Linked DNA regions of Sus scrofa: all the other regions are linked to region 3. Evidence: chromatin contacts called from public HiChIP or PLAC-seq and promoter capture Hi-C data. All regions are on one chromosome and are shown on one strand. Each heading gives the region's core, a stretch centred on a gene start, on an enhancer-like site or on the middle of the called end of the contact. The rest is flanking DNA. Distances are from core to core; before and after follow the strand shown.

The links. Promoter capture Hi-C pulls out the DNA fragments that hold promoters and counts their contacts. HiChIP or PLAC-seq counts read pairs in DNA pulled down with a chosen protein or histone mark.
Region 1: a contact with region 3 is called in a promoter capture Hi-C map of liver, with 5 times the contacts expected there. The contact joins the promoter of SLC39A13 here to the promoter of CELF1 in region 3. A contact is called at or near these places in 2 of 5 promoter capture datasets (fetal liver and liver), 4 of 47 Hi-C or Micro-C datasets (embryonic fibroblasts, fetal heart ventricle, heart right ventricle and 1 more) and 2 of 2 datasets of contacts at active chromatin or transcription factors (alveolar macrophages and skeletal muscle).
Region 2: an H3K27ac HiChIP or PLAC-seq map of alveolar macrophages shows a contact between it and region 3. The contact joins the promoter of MYBPC3 here to the promoter of CELF1 in region 3. A contact is called at or near these places in 1 of 5 promoter capture datasets (liver), 4 of 47 Hi-C or Micro-C datasets (alveolar macrophages, embryonic fibroblasts, liver and 1 more) and 1 of 2 datasets of contacts at active chromatin or transcription factors (alveolar macrophages).
Region 4: an H3K27ac HiChIP or PLAC-seq map of alveolar macrophages shows a contact between it and region 3. The contact joins the promoter of NUP160 here to the promoter of CELF1 in region 3. A contact is called at or near these places in 1 of 5 promoter capture datasets (liver) and 1 of 2 datasets of contacts at active chromatin or transcription factors (alveolar macrophages).

The regions. Positions count from the first base shown.
Region 1 is chr2:15,200,718-15,204,284 of Sscrofa11.1, reverse strand. It overlaps SLC39A13 (zinc transporter ZIP13), which reads left to right and starts at 1,349. Exons shown (of 10, transcript XM_003122808.6): 1 at 1,349-1,468; 2 at 2,914-3,222. The coding sequence starts at 2,922.
Region 2 is chr2:15,245,861-15,249,284 of Sscrofa11.1, reverse strand. It overlaps MYBPC3 (myosin-binding protein C, cardiac-type), which reads right to left and starts at 1,606. Exons shown (of 34, transcript XM_021085219.1): 1 at 1,500-1,606. The coding sequence starts at 1,524.
Region 3 is chr2:15,064,996-15,068,247 of Sscrofa11.1, reverse strand. It overlaps CELF1 (CUGBP Elav-like family member 1), which reads right to left and starts at 1,724. Exons shown (of 16, transcript XM_021083082.1): 1 at 1,557-1,724.
Region 4 is chr2:14,838,193-14,841,938 of Sscrofa11.1, reverse strand. It overlaps NUP160 (nuclear pore complex protein Nup160), which reads right to left and starts at 1,883. Exons shown (of 37, transcript XM_021085052.1): 1 at 1,878-1,883; 2 at 1,126-1,447; 3 at 748-859. The coding sequence starts at 1,883.

The DNA of each region.
Region 1 (3,567 bases), core at 100-2,599, 140 kb before region 3:
CTGAGTGTCCTCCTCCTCCTCCCTCTGCAAAGTAATCAACCTAGGGTTTCCACTTCAGAACTTAGGCGGGGGAAGAGGAGGGTGTCCCGGCAGAACTGTGGGCCTTGAGGGGGAAGCAGACAGGGGGCTTTCAGAGGAAAGCTGATCCTTCTTGGTAGGATTGGGGTCTAAGAAAGGCAGCGTTGGAGTGTGAGGTGGAACAGGGCAACTGGTGTAGCATATGACACTTGTGCCCTCAGAGCCCCCAGTAAGGGAAAGTGACACAGGATGGATGAAGGAAGTACCCTAGGAGGCAGATGAGGGTCAGAGGCTTAGAGACTCCCACCCTGTCACAATCTCTGTCCAAATGAGTACCCAAGGGCCCGTTCCTGAGTATAGGTGGTCCTGGCTGATTCCCAGAGAAGGATGCAAAGTGGAAATGCCAAGCCAGATTCCTAAGACTCTAGAAATGAGAGCTGCTGTCACATGCCCTGGGTTCAGGAATATTCAGGTTTCAATTGTGGCTCTGTCATCCGTGCTATTGTGTGACCCTGGGCTAACTACCCCACCTCAATGGGCTAGGCTGAGGGTTCTTTAAGACAATGCAAGCAGAGTAAATGGCAGGTGTTCAGCAATAAACTGCGGTTATAATAATAATGCTATTGTTTGCTGCCTTAATCTGAGGTGAGGGAAGCACAGAGCTCTTGCTCCCCCAGGTTTGGAGTTACCAGCAGCAGTGTCAAGCCACCGTGCATTGGACTCCAAAGGGTTACAAGCCCTGGAGACAAAGGCCTGAGGTTCCCAGTGAAAAACCAAAGCATAAAAATAATTCGATGAGTAAGAATAAAATTCCCTCTTCTGAGGTTCCCGAGGCTAGGCCCCTCCCTGCGGCAGACACTTCCCCTTTCCCTTGCTCATGGAGGAGCCAGACCAGGCTGACTCAGAGAAGGAGTGCCGCAGCCATCCTCCCACCCCGACCCCGGCCCCAAGCCCCAGCACCGGCCCCGGCCCCGGCTCGGAACGGCACAGTCTAGAAGCCGAGCGCGCCCCCGTGCGGCCGCGGCCGGGACTGCCACCCGAGAGAGGAAGCGGCGGCCAGGCCCTCAAGCCCAGCCACCCGGCCGCTCGTGGTCCCTAGAAGGCCGCCGCCTACGCCCTGCCTAGCCCGACCGAGTGCGGTGTCCAGCGGGCTCCCACTTCCGCTCGACCCTCCCCGCTGTGCCCGGTCCGGCCGGAGCGGAAGTGCGCCAGCCGCCCGGGTCCCCCATGGCCGCGAGGCGGAAGCGCGCTCCGACGGCCGCTCCCCCACTACCCCGCGGCGCGCGGCGCGTCGGGTTCCGGACAGGTCCCGTGTGACGTGGCCGCGCGCGGGGGGCGGCTCCGGGCCGGGGGCCGGGTGGCCGGGCCGGGCGGGGCAGACCCGGGGCGGGGCGGGGCTCCGCAGCTGGATGGCCGGGGCCGCCCGTAGCGCCGCCGCTGCCGCCGCAAGGTGAGTGACCGCCCGACCCTCAGGGCCCATGCCCCAGGCGGGACAAACCCTGCCCATCCCGTTGACTTCGGCCCGGCTTGTCTAGATCAGACCTGGGCCTCTTGCCCAGAGCCCGGGAATTCAACTTCCTTGGGCTCTTCTCCCGGCTCCCCACGCGTCGCTCCTCATCTCTCCCTCTCTCTCCCCTTCCGCATCCATCTCCCACTCTCCAGCTCTCCACTCCTGACTCTCCCGCTCCTTGCTTTCTCCTTTCTCTCCGCTTGCTGACTCCCTCGGTACCCTCTCTTCTGTTCCAAACTTGTGGTCCTCTAACCTTTAAGTGACCCGCCGCCGCCTCCAAGTCAGGCCTGGCTCAGTCCTGCTTTTTGGTCCCCAGTGGAGCCCTGCGGATTTAAGGCCTGGAGAGCCTAGACTGGAGCATCTTTAACAGCTGCTTTCCGCCCCCGCCCCCGCCCCCGCCCCCTTCCCAACTCCATCAGCAAATGCGGAAAACTGAGGCACGGCCATCACTGGCTCAAGGTCACAGCCAGCATGAGGCAGGGAAGACCACATTTAAACCTCATGCCTGAGTTTCCAGATTTGTACTTCCCTCTTGGTTGACTCACATCCAGGTCCTGTGATCCATCCGCTGGGTGCACTCCAGGTGTCCACTGCTCCTGGGTCCCAGCAGCATAAGGAGGGCTTTCTGTGCCTGATCCATGCCAGGCATGCTCACCTGTTTAGCAAGCTCATCTCATTTGTGTGAGGGAGGCAAATTCTCTCCATCCTACAGAGAAGGAGACTGAGGCTCAGAGAGAGTCTTCAGGGATTTACCCCCAACCAGCAGCTATAAGCTCAGAGCACAAAGTCAAGGGCAGGTCTTCAAAGCCTGTGCTCTATACATCTGTGAGGCAGCTCCTAACTGAAGGAGCCTCTGTCTTCAGTCCCACCTCCTGTTTGGCCCATTTCCTAGGAAGAAGCCCTAATGATCCTAATCTAGATCAGCTGGTTGGTTTCCCCACCTGCACTCCTCCTATTGCCCCACCAAGCTAGGTGGTGCCGGCCTCTGTCCCTGGGGGTGCTTCACTGGAGGACATCCCGGCCCAAAGCCTCCCCTGGCAGCCAGACATCCAGCTGGGCCAGGCCTGCCAGTGGCTGAGGGGAACCTAGCCAGCGCCTCACCCTGTCATTAAGGAAAGTTTAGCCTCAGGCGGACAGGCTGACACACAGTCTGGAAGTGGCTCCCAAGGAAAAAATGTGTGGTCCTTGGGAGTGAGGTGAGGAGGGGCAGAGCCGCTTTGCTCCATGCACCCATCATTCGGGTCCTCAGAGGCCCCAGGGGGAGGCAGGCAGGAGGGCCGGTGCCAAGGCCTCTGGGAGTGGGGGGAGGGTTAAGATGCCACGTTTCCTAAGCAGGTGTGCGGCCAAGGGTGGCAGCTCACGTAAGTGGCCTTTGTGTTTTTCAGCACGTGGCATGCCTGGATGTCCCTGCCCTGGCTGTGGCATGGCAGGACAAAGGCTCCTCTTGCTCACTGCTCTTGCCCTGGAGCTCCTGGGAGGGGCTGGGGGATCCCAACAGGCCCTCCGGAGCCAGGGGGTGGCAGCGGCCTGTCGCCTGGACAGTAAGGAAAGTGAGTCCTGGGGGGCCCTGCTGAGCGGAGAGAGGCTGGACACCTGGATCTGCTCCCTCCTGGGCTCACTTTTGGTGGGGCTCAGCGGGGTCTTTCCGTTGCTCGTCATTCCCTTGGAGATGGGGACCACGCTGCGCTCGGAAGGTGAGTGACCCTCCTCTGGCTCCCAGGGGCAGCCGGCAGCATGGGAAACATGCTGCTGCTCTTTCTGGGAGAGCCGGGTCCCGTGTCCCGAGTCACAGTGTGTCTGAAGTAAGGGTGGGGACAGAGCATAATTCCTCACCTGGGTCCAGTGAGCTGTGCTCATTTGTCCATTTGTTTGTGCACTGGTTTATTCTGAAACAGTGAAAGTCGGCCAACATTCACCGAGAAGCAAGAGGCGAGGCTGGAAGTATGGATGCCAGGCTGCATGGGTTCAGATCTTGGCTCTGCATCTAAGGGTTGGGTGGCATTGGGCAAGTTTCTTAACTTCACTCTGCCTCAAGCGCC
Region 2 (3,424 bases), core at 357-2,856, 180 kb before region 3:
CCCACCAACAGGGGCCCTTGGCAAGGGACATGGCTAAATTTGGCCTCTAAGGGCCTCAGGCTGAGAATCAGCAACTGAGATAAAGCTGGCCTGGGAGGGGGCTGGGCTGGGGAGCTGACCCTGACCAGGACAACCTTGGTAAGAACTCTGGGCTGTGACTTTCTCTGCCCTTGGCTGGGGTTCAGGGGCTTCCTAACCATCCTCTCCCAGAGCAGAGGGGCTGCGTGGGGGGGCCATGTCTGGTGTGGGGGCCACAAGGGTGCAGGGTCAGAAAGCAAAGACTTTCAAAGCTGGAAGGAGGCAACCCAACCCCTTGTTGTATAGATAGGGAAACTGGGACCCAGAGGGGAGGGACTTGTCTAAGAGTGTTGAGTGAGACTGGCTCAAGTCTAATTTGAGACTTTCTTTTTCTTTTTGGGGCTGAACCTGTGGCATATGGAAGTTCCCGGGCTAGGGGTTGAGTTGTAGCTGCAGTTGCAGGCCTGCATCACAACCACAGCGGTGCCAGATCTGAGCCACATCCGTGACCTATACCACAGCTTTCGGCAATACTGGATCCTTAACCACTGAGCGAGGCCAGGCCTTGAACCTGCATCCTCGTGGATACTAGTTGGCTTCTTAACCTGCTGAGCCACAATGGGAATGCCTTTTTTTTTTTTTTGCTATTTCTTTGGGCCGCTCCCGCGGCATATGGAGGTTCCCAGGCTAGGGGTCGAATCGGAGCTGTAGCCACCAGCCTACGCCAGAGCCACAGCAACACGGGATCCGAGCCGCGTCTGCAACCTACACCACAGCTCACGGCAACGCCGGATCGTTAACCCACTGAGCAAGGGCAGGGACCGAACCCTCAACCTCATGGTTCCTAGTCGGATTTGTTAACCACTGCGCCATGACGGGAACTCTGGCTCAAGTCTAGAGTCATCCTGGGGGCCCTCCTGCAGCAACTTTTTCCCAAACGGCAAGTCCAGGCCTAATTTTGCTGCAGGGATGGGATGGAGGCAGAGAAGGGGTCTCCCTGCGTCCTGAGAGTAGAGCAACTGCCCTTGGGGCTTTCTGCCCTGACTCTCTTCCCCTCTGTACTCCTGACTCTGGTTTACTTTCATCAGAAGGATGGAAAGGAGAAACTAAGAATCGCAAAAGGCCCAGGATGGAGTTCCCGTTGTGGCTCAGCTGGTTACGAACCTGACAAATATCCATAAGGATGTGAGTTCGATCCTTGGCCTCGCTCAGTGGGTTAAGGATCTGGCGTTGCCATGAGCTATGGTTTAGGCTGGCAGCTGCAGCTCCGATTTGACCCCTGGCCTGGGAACCTCCATAATGCTGTGAATGCAGCCCTAAAAAAAGAAAAAAAAAAAAAAAGGCCCAGGAGGACAGTTCCCCCTGTCCTGGGGCTCAGAGGCCTCATCCCCCTCAGGAACTTGCTCCTAGGCCCCCCCCAATTGCAGATGCCCCCAGCCCTCCCTGCCCCACACTCAGCCCCAACCCAGGCCTGGGGCTACCTGGTTTCTTCCCTGGCTCAGGCATCTCGGAGAGGTCACCAGGAACCGAGCAGGCACAGGCTCCCCAAAGAGAATCTGAGCAGGCACCCGTCCCCCTACTATATAAGGGGCTGCCCCCTCCCCAGGCCCTCCTTATCTGCACCCTGCCCAGCCACCTGCTAAATATAGACAAATTCCAGAGATCAAGGGCTCTCCAGGAGAATGTGGGGCCCCATTGTGCCTGGCTGGCCCCTGGCCCCTCCCCCATCAGCCCACTATCACAGCTTCTGTCCCCCAATCCTCCCTGAACTTCAGGGGTACTCCATGCCCTGTCTGTACGTCTTCTGACAGGTAAATCATGTGGTGGGAGTGTGCAGGGCCCTTAAGTCTGAGGCTGATGGGTCAAACGCATCCTTGCCAGGTAGCGGTTATGTGCACAAACCCTGGGCTGGGCTGCCCTGCATCCTGGCTGCCCTGAATCACTATTTCTCTGTGACCTTCTGCCCCGTGACTGCCCCTACACCCACCTCCAGGTCACATCACGAATGTCAGTTGCTACCCAGAAAGAAGGAAATTACGTGTGACCCACTGCAAGCAAGACCCAATACCGGGGAAGTTCATTTGTCCCCCGTCATCAGGGGGAAGGAATTCTATACACAAGCGTTGTCCATGTGGTCAAAACCTACTCGCCTTTTCAACACTGAAATCATTCTTTTCTGCCATTTTAACCACATTTAAAAGGCATCTCATGGAGTTCCCATGTGGCTCACCTAGTTAAGGATCCAACGTTGTCACTGCTTTTGCTCGGGTTCAATCCCTGGCACGGGAACTTCATGCCAGGGGTGCAGCCAAAAACAAACAAACAAAAACACAAACAAAACCAGAAAATGCATCTCATGCTCCTGGGCCTTCTTTAAAAGGGAACTGAGCCCATTTCCCTCGCTCGGGGCTAGGAGCCCTGCATAGGGGGTGTTGCGGATGGGCTTCCCCAGCCCAAGCCCTTGGGGCGAGGAGGTAGAGTGTGTGTTGGGGGGGGTAATCTGTCCCAACAGGAATGGCCCCAGAATCTGGGTTCTCTGAGGTCTGCAGGCTGCTGAGCAAAGTTCCTCAGTCCCACACTGTTGGCTGCCTCTTCTTGCTACTGTTGGAAGCAAGAGCTTACAGGTTTCCCTGATCATCTTTTTCTGTCTCTCCCCTGCCATAGGCTCTAAGCCAGAGGGACCAGACACAAGGGTACACTCGAGAGGTTCGCTTGTACCAGGGTCCTGCTGGCAAGGATCCCATGAGGACACTGCAGCTGACAAGAGCTCTGGGGCTTAATTCCTGCTCCTGACCGAGCTACGAGCTACGGGTTACCCTCTCGCAGACACGTGAAGCTTCTCACATTACAATGACGTAGCAGCCCACGTGGGATGGGATCCAGCCCACCCCTTACTCGTGGTGTGAACTAGGACAAACTATTTGACCTCTAAGAGCCTCAGTTTTTCAGTTTATAAAATGGGATGCTATTAGATACCACTCCTCAGGGATGACATGTAATAAAATGGCCAAAAAATCCAGTGTTGTTGCCATTATTATTATTATAATCATCACTAGGGTCATAGCCTACAGCTTATAAGCTTAAGGCTCATGGAGGCATCTAAAAAAAATTTATTCGTTGCAGAGGGCTTTTTAATGATTTATTTGCCTAAGAACAACTGAGGACTCTTCCATCCACAGGCTCTAAATCCTGGTCAGGTACAATGTGTCATCTGTCCTCATGTCCCCAGTGTCCAGCATTGGAAAGGATCCTTAGTAAATGCCCGAGGGACAAATGAGGAAAAGACATATCAGATGGCGGGGGGTGGGGGGGCAGACAAGGTGCACAAAACATTTTTTTTCCCCACACCTGACACATATGACACCTGACACATATGAAAGCTCCCAGGCTAGGGGCTGAATCAGAG
Region 3 (3,252 bases), core at 475-2,974:
GGCTATCTCTAATAACCCCACCAGCTAATAGACTTTAAGTCTAGGCACCACCTGAGAAGAAAGCCCCTGGACAAGAATGAATGGTTGGAAAGAAGCTGAGGCTTATGCTCTGGGCGGAGAACCGTTCTTAATGGAAACAGGTGGTGGACAGTCAAGAGGAAAGAACCACTGGGGAAACCATAAACTTCCTGGTTAAATCAACAGCTGAAAGCGCCGGCTTTGCTTTACTAACAGCAATGTTTCAATCAGGACTAACTCAAGATCAGAAACCACACAAAGTAAAGCTAGAAGAATATCAAAACACAGGGGTAGAGGAGGGACCTGTAGCCATAGTTATATATAACTATGCTATGATAACTGGATGATTTTCCAAGTAGACTTATTAATGTTAAAACAGAACGAACCCTTGGTGATTCTGAGAGAAGACTCTTCTTCACCAAAAATTTAAGGAGAAAATGAAACTTGCATACCACTCTACAAGATGTCACACTTGTGGAAAAGATCCCACCCAACATTTGCGGAAAAGGTGAAAGAAAGCAATTAAAGCCTCTCCAAACTGCAGGGAATCAAAGAGAGTGAAAAGACCTTCATTAACGGTGAAGTTTCTGTAAAGGATTCCTCTGGTATTTGTAACCTCTTACACTGCAGACATTATAAAGCACTCAGTGCTATCTGAAACTGTTATACAGCCTTTTCACTCGAGAGTAATAAAAAGTACAGTATTTACTTCGCTGGCGAGAAAAAGATTCCATTTTGCTAAAACGGGCTCCGACCAAAATCTCACCACCTATCCCTTAACTACGAGGACAAGACTAAACCAAGGAGAAGCTACTTAGAGCCCATGCAACAGTCCTAGAGAATTCAAACAACATCCTGCCTTGAGAACCACAAGACACCAGCGGCTTTAAATCCAAACCAAGTACTTAACGAAAAAAGCTCACCGCGCTTCTGGGTGCGAGATTCCAGCCCCGCTACTAGGCCATGACTGGGTGAGCACCTGACATGGGGGGGAGGGCGAGCCAGGGCCCTAGCAGATCTGGGGCGAGCAACCAGGGGCTCTCGAGGCACCACGGGGGAAGCTCAGCCCTCTAGAGGCAGGGGTCCTGGGGACCCCCCCACGGTAGGCACCAAGAACACGTGGGGCGACAGGAGCAGGGAAGGGGTGTCCTGGGCAGGCAGCCTGGGTCTGGCACCGCGGCAGGAAAAAGGAGGAACGACTACCCCTAGACAGAGAACTGAGTCCTCTGGGCCCCGAGAGTGCAGGCAAAGGGCGCGGAAAGAAGCAAGGCCACGAGGAGGGCGGGTCTCCCTAGGCACGGGGGCACGCGCTGGGCAAGCGCAGCGGAACCCGGGCAGCGGAGGACCCCGACACACGCGAGGAGACCGCAGACCTGCCTCCACGACGCGGCGAACTAGGAGCGGCCGCGCTCGGAGGGCCCTGTGACCCGCGGCTGCCCGGACCGGACCCGCCCCGCGGCGCCTCCCTCCTGCCCCTTTCCCTCCCTCGTTCCCTCCCTCCCACCCGCGGCCCGTTATCCCGCGGCCGCCGCACTCACCAGCGGCTGCACCTTAGCCCGCCGCTGCCTCAGCTGCTGCCTGCGCCTTCGCAGCCGCCGCCGCTGCCGCCGCCTCGCTGCTGAGGCCGAGTCCCGGGGGAGCCTCCGCGTCCCACCGCCGCTGCCGCTGCCGCCAGAGCAGAACACCCCAAAATGGCGGCACTTCCGGCACCTACCACCGGCGGGGAGGGCCAAGCAGGAGGGGGAGGGCGGCGAGGGGGAACGTACCACCGCGGGGCCGCCCGCAGCGCGGATCCGAGCGGAGCACCGCGCAGGGGCGGGCAGAGCGCCCGGCACTGCAGCGCCCCCTGGGGCTGGGGAGTGGAGAAGCAGCCGCGCCAGAGCCCCCGGGGCCTGGGGCGGAACCCTCAGCCCTAGGAGCGGCAGGGGCACGTCTCTTTGTCTCCCAGCACTGCTCTTGGGAAGAGTGGGAGGACCCCTGGCTTAAGAAGCTGAAGTTCTCGGCTCTGCGCCCCGCACCCACAGGAGTTCTGGATGAACTGGTGGGCTAGGACCTCTGCTTGGAACTGAATATGCGCGTAATAAAATATTTGATGAATGAATGGATGAGTGAATGGGATGGTGCTTGGCCAGCGCTGGGCACATGACACACCCTCCTTTCTACCCAACGGACAAGCAGCAGTATCCAGGCCTTCCTTCTCTACTGAGATGTGGAATGTGAGTGTATTGCAAGCTTTCAGAGTTAGCAGGATGATTGGCTGTATGAGCACACAACCTTGCAAAAATCCTTGCAGCGCTGGGAAGCTCATAAAGGTGCTGTTAAGAGACTGATTTTCCAGCCCTAACCTTCTTCTCCACGATTTTTTTTTCTTTTTAAGTTTCTTTTTTTGTTTGTTTGTTTTTTGTTTTTTGCTCTTTAGGGCCGCACACTCCGTATACAGAGGTTCCCAGGCTAGGGGTCAAATCGGGGCTACAGCTGCCGGCCTGCTCCACAGCTCACAGCAACGCCCGATCCTTGACCCACTGAGCGAGGCCAGAAATGGAACCCGCAACCTCGTGGTTCTTAGTCGGATTTGCTTCTGCTGTGCCATGATAGGAATTTCATGATTTTTTTTTTTTTCAATAACCCAGGTAAGGTCCCTGAAGACCTTCAGAGTGACCCAGGAATCCCAAGATCTAGGTGGACTGCAAACAGTACAATAGTTCGATCGTTCCTTTGTTTTTTTGGGGTGTTGGCTTTTTTTAGGGCTGCACCCCCAGCATATGAAAGTTCCCATGCTAGGGATACAATCTGAGCTGTGGCTGCTGGCCTATGCTACAGTTCGACGCAGCTCAGGACTTCGCAGATCCTTAATTCACTGAGTGAGGCCAGGAATGGAACCAGAGTACTTAAGGATTCCACTTGGGGTTCTTACTACTGAGCCATTATGGGAACTCATTGTTTGTTTGTTTGTTTGTTTTAAAGGCCAATGTCATTTATTCCACAGTTTCTACACATCGTGGAATAGTAAAATACAGATAGAGAAAGAAAACTTAGTTCTGGGACCCTTTGGCCCCAGCAACACGCAAGTAACTCATGGGTTTGGTTTGCAAATGATTTCTCTATAACATCTGGCTTCCCAGAGCAAATAATTCTCATACCCACAAATACTGATTATACCTTACCACAAAAAACTGATGGACTCCCAAGCCGAAGCCTCAAGTGTTTTCCCATGTGTTGGAAGCACTTCTTTCC
Region 4 (3,746 bases), core at 634-3,133, 230 kb after region 3:
ACCTTTCCTCCTTCAGATGAAATGTGACTTACTTCAGGCCTTCCCAGACACGCCAATTACATCTGATTTTCCCATTAGCTTCTCATACTTTTCCTCTGAGGGAAGTATGAAAAACTTCATTTACATACTTATGTGGGGTCATTAGCTTAATGGCGTTTTGGGGGTCACACCTGAGGCATGTAGAAGATCCCCGGCCAGGGAAAGAATCTGTGTCACAGCAGCAACTTGGGCTGTTGCAGTGACAATGCCAGATCCTTAACCTGTCGCACCACAAGGGAACTCCAGCTTAATGTCTTTTTCCTTCTCAAAACTGCCCCATGAAAGATGTGTCCACATCTATTCTTACACTACTATATCTTGCAGGATGAAAATGGAGACTGTTTTTGTTCATCCCTGCACTCCTAGAACACCTAGCAGTGCTTGACATGTAAAAACTCAAGACTAATTTGTAGAATGAAGGAAGCTTAAAGCACTATAAAAATATAACGGCTTCATGCTTAGAACTGATCTTTGGGGCTTTACCCTCGAAGCTACATTTCTTCTTTTTAGTGCTGCCAGGGAGGGCACCTCTTCCAGAACTCTGTGCCTGCTTAATTTTCCACTGACTCAGATATCAATAGGAAACAGTCTTTCTCTTTTCCTGTCTATAACCACTTCGGAGAATAAACGACACCTTGGGAACAGTCACGAAAATTCAGCCGCCGAACAAAACGCCCTTTCGGGAGATTTGACAAACACAGCACTTACCAATGAATGAACCTGTTTCTGGTGACGGAGAACAACTTGCCACTTTCCACGTAGTAGAAGCCTCCCGCGCTCTCACTGTATTTCACAGCTCCGGCCACTGCATTTGCAGTTCCTGCAAAAGAAGAGTGGTCACCCTTGCACACGTGGTTCTCAGGGGATGACACGGACTGAGGGCGCTGAGAAAGCAGAGGGTGACAGACTGAAAATCCATGCAAAAAGGGGAAAAAAAGAGAAAGAAGTAGAACACTAATGAAGCTCTGAATCCGGGGCTGGAGGCATGTGGGCTCAGGAGGATGAACTGGAGGACAGAGATTTAGGGATCCACGGGAAGATCCCGAGGGCAGGAGCTGCATCGAGCCCTACTGGATGCTTCCGTACCAATGTCGCAAACTGCGAATTCCCGAAAGTGCCTTGGCCTTTCGCGCTCAGCTCCGCTGAGCTCTACGAAGCTCCGTTCCATGGCTCCCGCCGCCGCCATCTTCCCGCCGCCGCCGCCGCGAGGCCTGACGGGACACCAGCCCAGCCGGGCGGCTGTCGTCACTTCCGGGGGCGGAGCAAGCACAGATGCGGACAGGTGAAGAAACCCGGAAAGGTCTAGGGCCTGTCCGACCCACCGTTGTGAGGCTTCCACCGAGCTGGCCGGAGACAGGGTGGGCAAGGAGGAAGCCAGATGAGAGGAGGCAGGGGGAGCTTGCAGGATCTACCTGCAGGAACCTTTGCGTGTCCGGCGAGGAAGCCCCAAGGGGCGGTGCCATTTTCCCGGCGGCCTCAGGGAAGGGGGCGGAGCCGGGTTTGTTTCCATTTTAAAAACTCCGGCGCGGGCAGCGGCTGGGCAGAGCCTCCAGGGAGGGGCGAGGTCCTAGGAGGCCACGCAGATGGGCGCCATCTACTGGATTTCGAGCTTTTGATCGCCTCTCCTTGCTTCCCCGTGTTACTCAGTGAATCTCCGCCTGGTCTCCTTTTCTTCACCTTTCAGCGACGTGGGTTGGGGGCGGAGTGAAGGGCAGAGTGGCCTTTTGTGTTGGGTTTTTTCGAGAGACTGTATTCGTGTGTTCTTGTATAATGAAGCATAATGTGTTTAATTAAACATTGATGCAGTTACCTGCTTGAAGCCCCTAAATGCTACTCACTTGCATACGTGAAAGAAATTTCCTTTATCTTCCATTTGTGATCTGTTTGGAAGGTCTTGTGCTTTACCTGCATTTAGGGCAGAGTAGATGCTGGATTTGGAGGAAAATGCCAGTCTTCAAGGGGAAAGTTAGTCTAAATCTCATGTATCAACATGACAGATTAAAGACGACCACAAATTCTTTGACTTTTTCCCATCAGGAGGTGGGTCTTTGTCCCTTCCTCTGGAATCTGGGAGGGCTCTGTAACTGCTGTAACTCATTGAACACAGCAGAAGTGACTCTGTGCCAGATTAGCCTTTTAATTTTTTTTTTTTTTTTGGGTCTTTTGTCCTTTTTAGGGCCGTACCCACGGCACATGCAGGTTCCCAGGCAAGGGGTCCAATCGGAGCTGTAGCCGCCAGCCTATGCCACCGCCACAGCAACACCAGATCCGAGCCGCCTCTGCGACACCACAGCTCATGGGAACGCCAGATCCTCAACCCACTGAGCGAGGCCAGGGACCTAACCGGAAACCACATGGTTCCTGCTCATATTTGCTTCCGCTGCACCAGGACAGAAACTCCCAGACTAGCCTTAACAGAGTCTGTTTCTCTCTTGGAGTGCTAACTAGGAGGGAAGCCATCTAATAAATTCAGCTATCCTGGGGTTGCCATCCTGGAGGAATCATGGGGAGAGACCACATGGAAGGGCTCTCAAGTTACTTAAAGTGAGAGATGTCTGGTGAGAGAGTCAAAAGTCACTAAGTTTGGGGTAATTTGTTAGCCAGCAATAGATATCAGGAACATTCTCTTGTCTTTCCTTTACATTCATACTTTTCCTCAACAGTCTTCCACATTTCATTCTTAGATAATGGAAACAACTCCAGTTGATCTTATTTTGCTGTTGTTCTCCCTGCCTCTCCATTTTACAAATACACTCTAACTGTTCCTAAACACCACTTACATTTTGTTTCTTCTTGTTTCACAAAATACTATATGCTGGGTGGCTTAAACAGCTAACACGTACTGCACACAGTTTTGGAGCCTGGGAAGTCCAAAATCAAGAGACCAGCAGATTCAGCGTCAGGTGAGAGTCAGCTTCCTGATTTATAGACAGCCATCTCTTGTGCCGTGTCCTTAAATTGTGGGGATTTTTTTTGTTGTTGGTTTGTTTTTGCTTTTTTATGGTTGCACCTGTGGCATATGGAAGTTCCCAAGTTAGCGGTCCAATTGGAGCTGCAGCTGCTGGCCTACGCCACAGCCGCAACAGTGCCACATCCAAGCTGCATCTGCGACCTGCACCACAGCTCATGGGATAAAGTGGGTCCTTAAACCCACTGAGCAAGGTCAGGGATTGAACCTGCACTCTCATGGGTACTAGTCAGACTCTTAACCCACTGAGCCATGATGGAAACTCCCTGTAGGGTCTTTTTTTAATAGGGCACCAATCCCTTTTTCGTGAGGGCTCCACCCTCACAATTGAATCCCTTGGGATGGTAATTTATAATAAGAACATTATATTTGGTCTTTGTCCCTCTTCCTGTCACAGAGAACCTGAAACTCTTGTAATTCCCTTAGTGATAAGAGGATGACTATCCTATGTTATGTTAATGAAGTCATTTTTGGAAAGTTTCTAGGTAACCTGAGGTTGGGGGCGGGGGCAGTGATTGCCAGGGGAAACAACCACTTGATTAGAGGTTTGGAACTTTTAGCCCTACCACCCCAACCTTTGGAGATTAAGTTCAGTTAACAGTGGCCAATAATTTAATCAGTCTTGCCTCTGTAATGAAGCCTCCAAAAAGCCAGAAGGATGGGGTTGAAAGCTTCCAAGTTGATGAACCAGAATACATCTATGTGCCAGGCCCTAAACTCCATGGAATAGAAGCTCCTG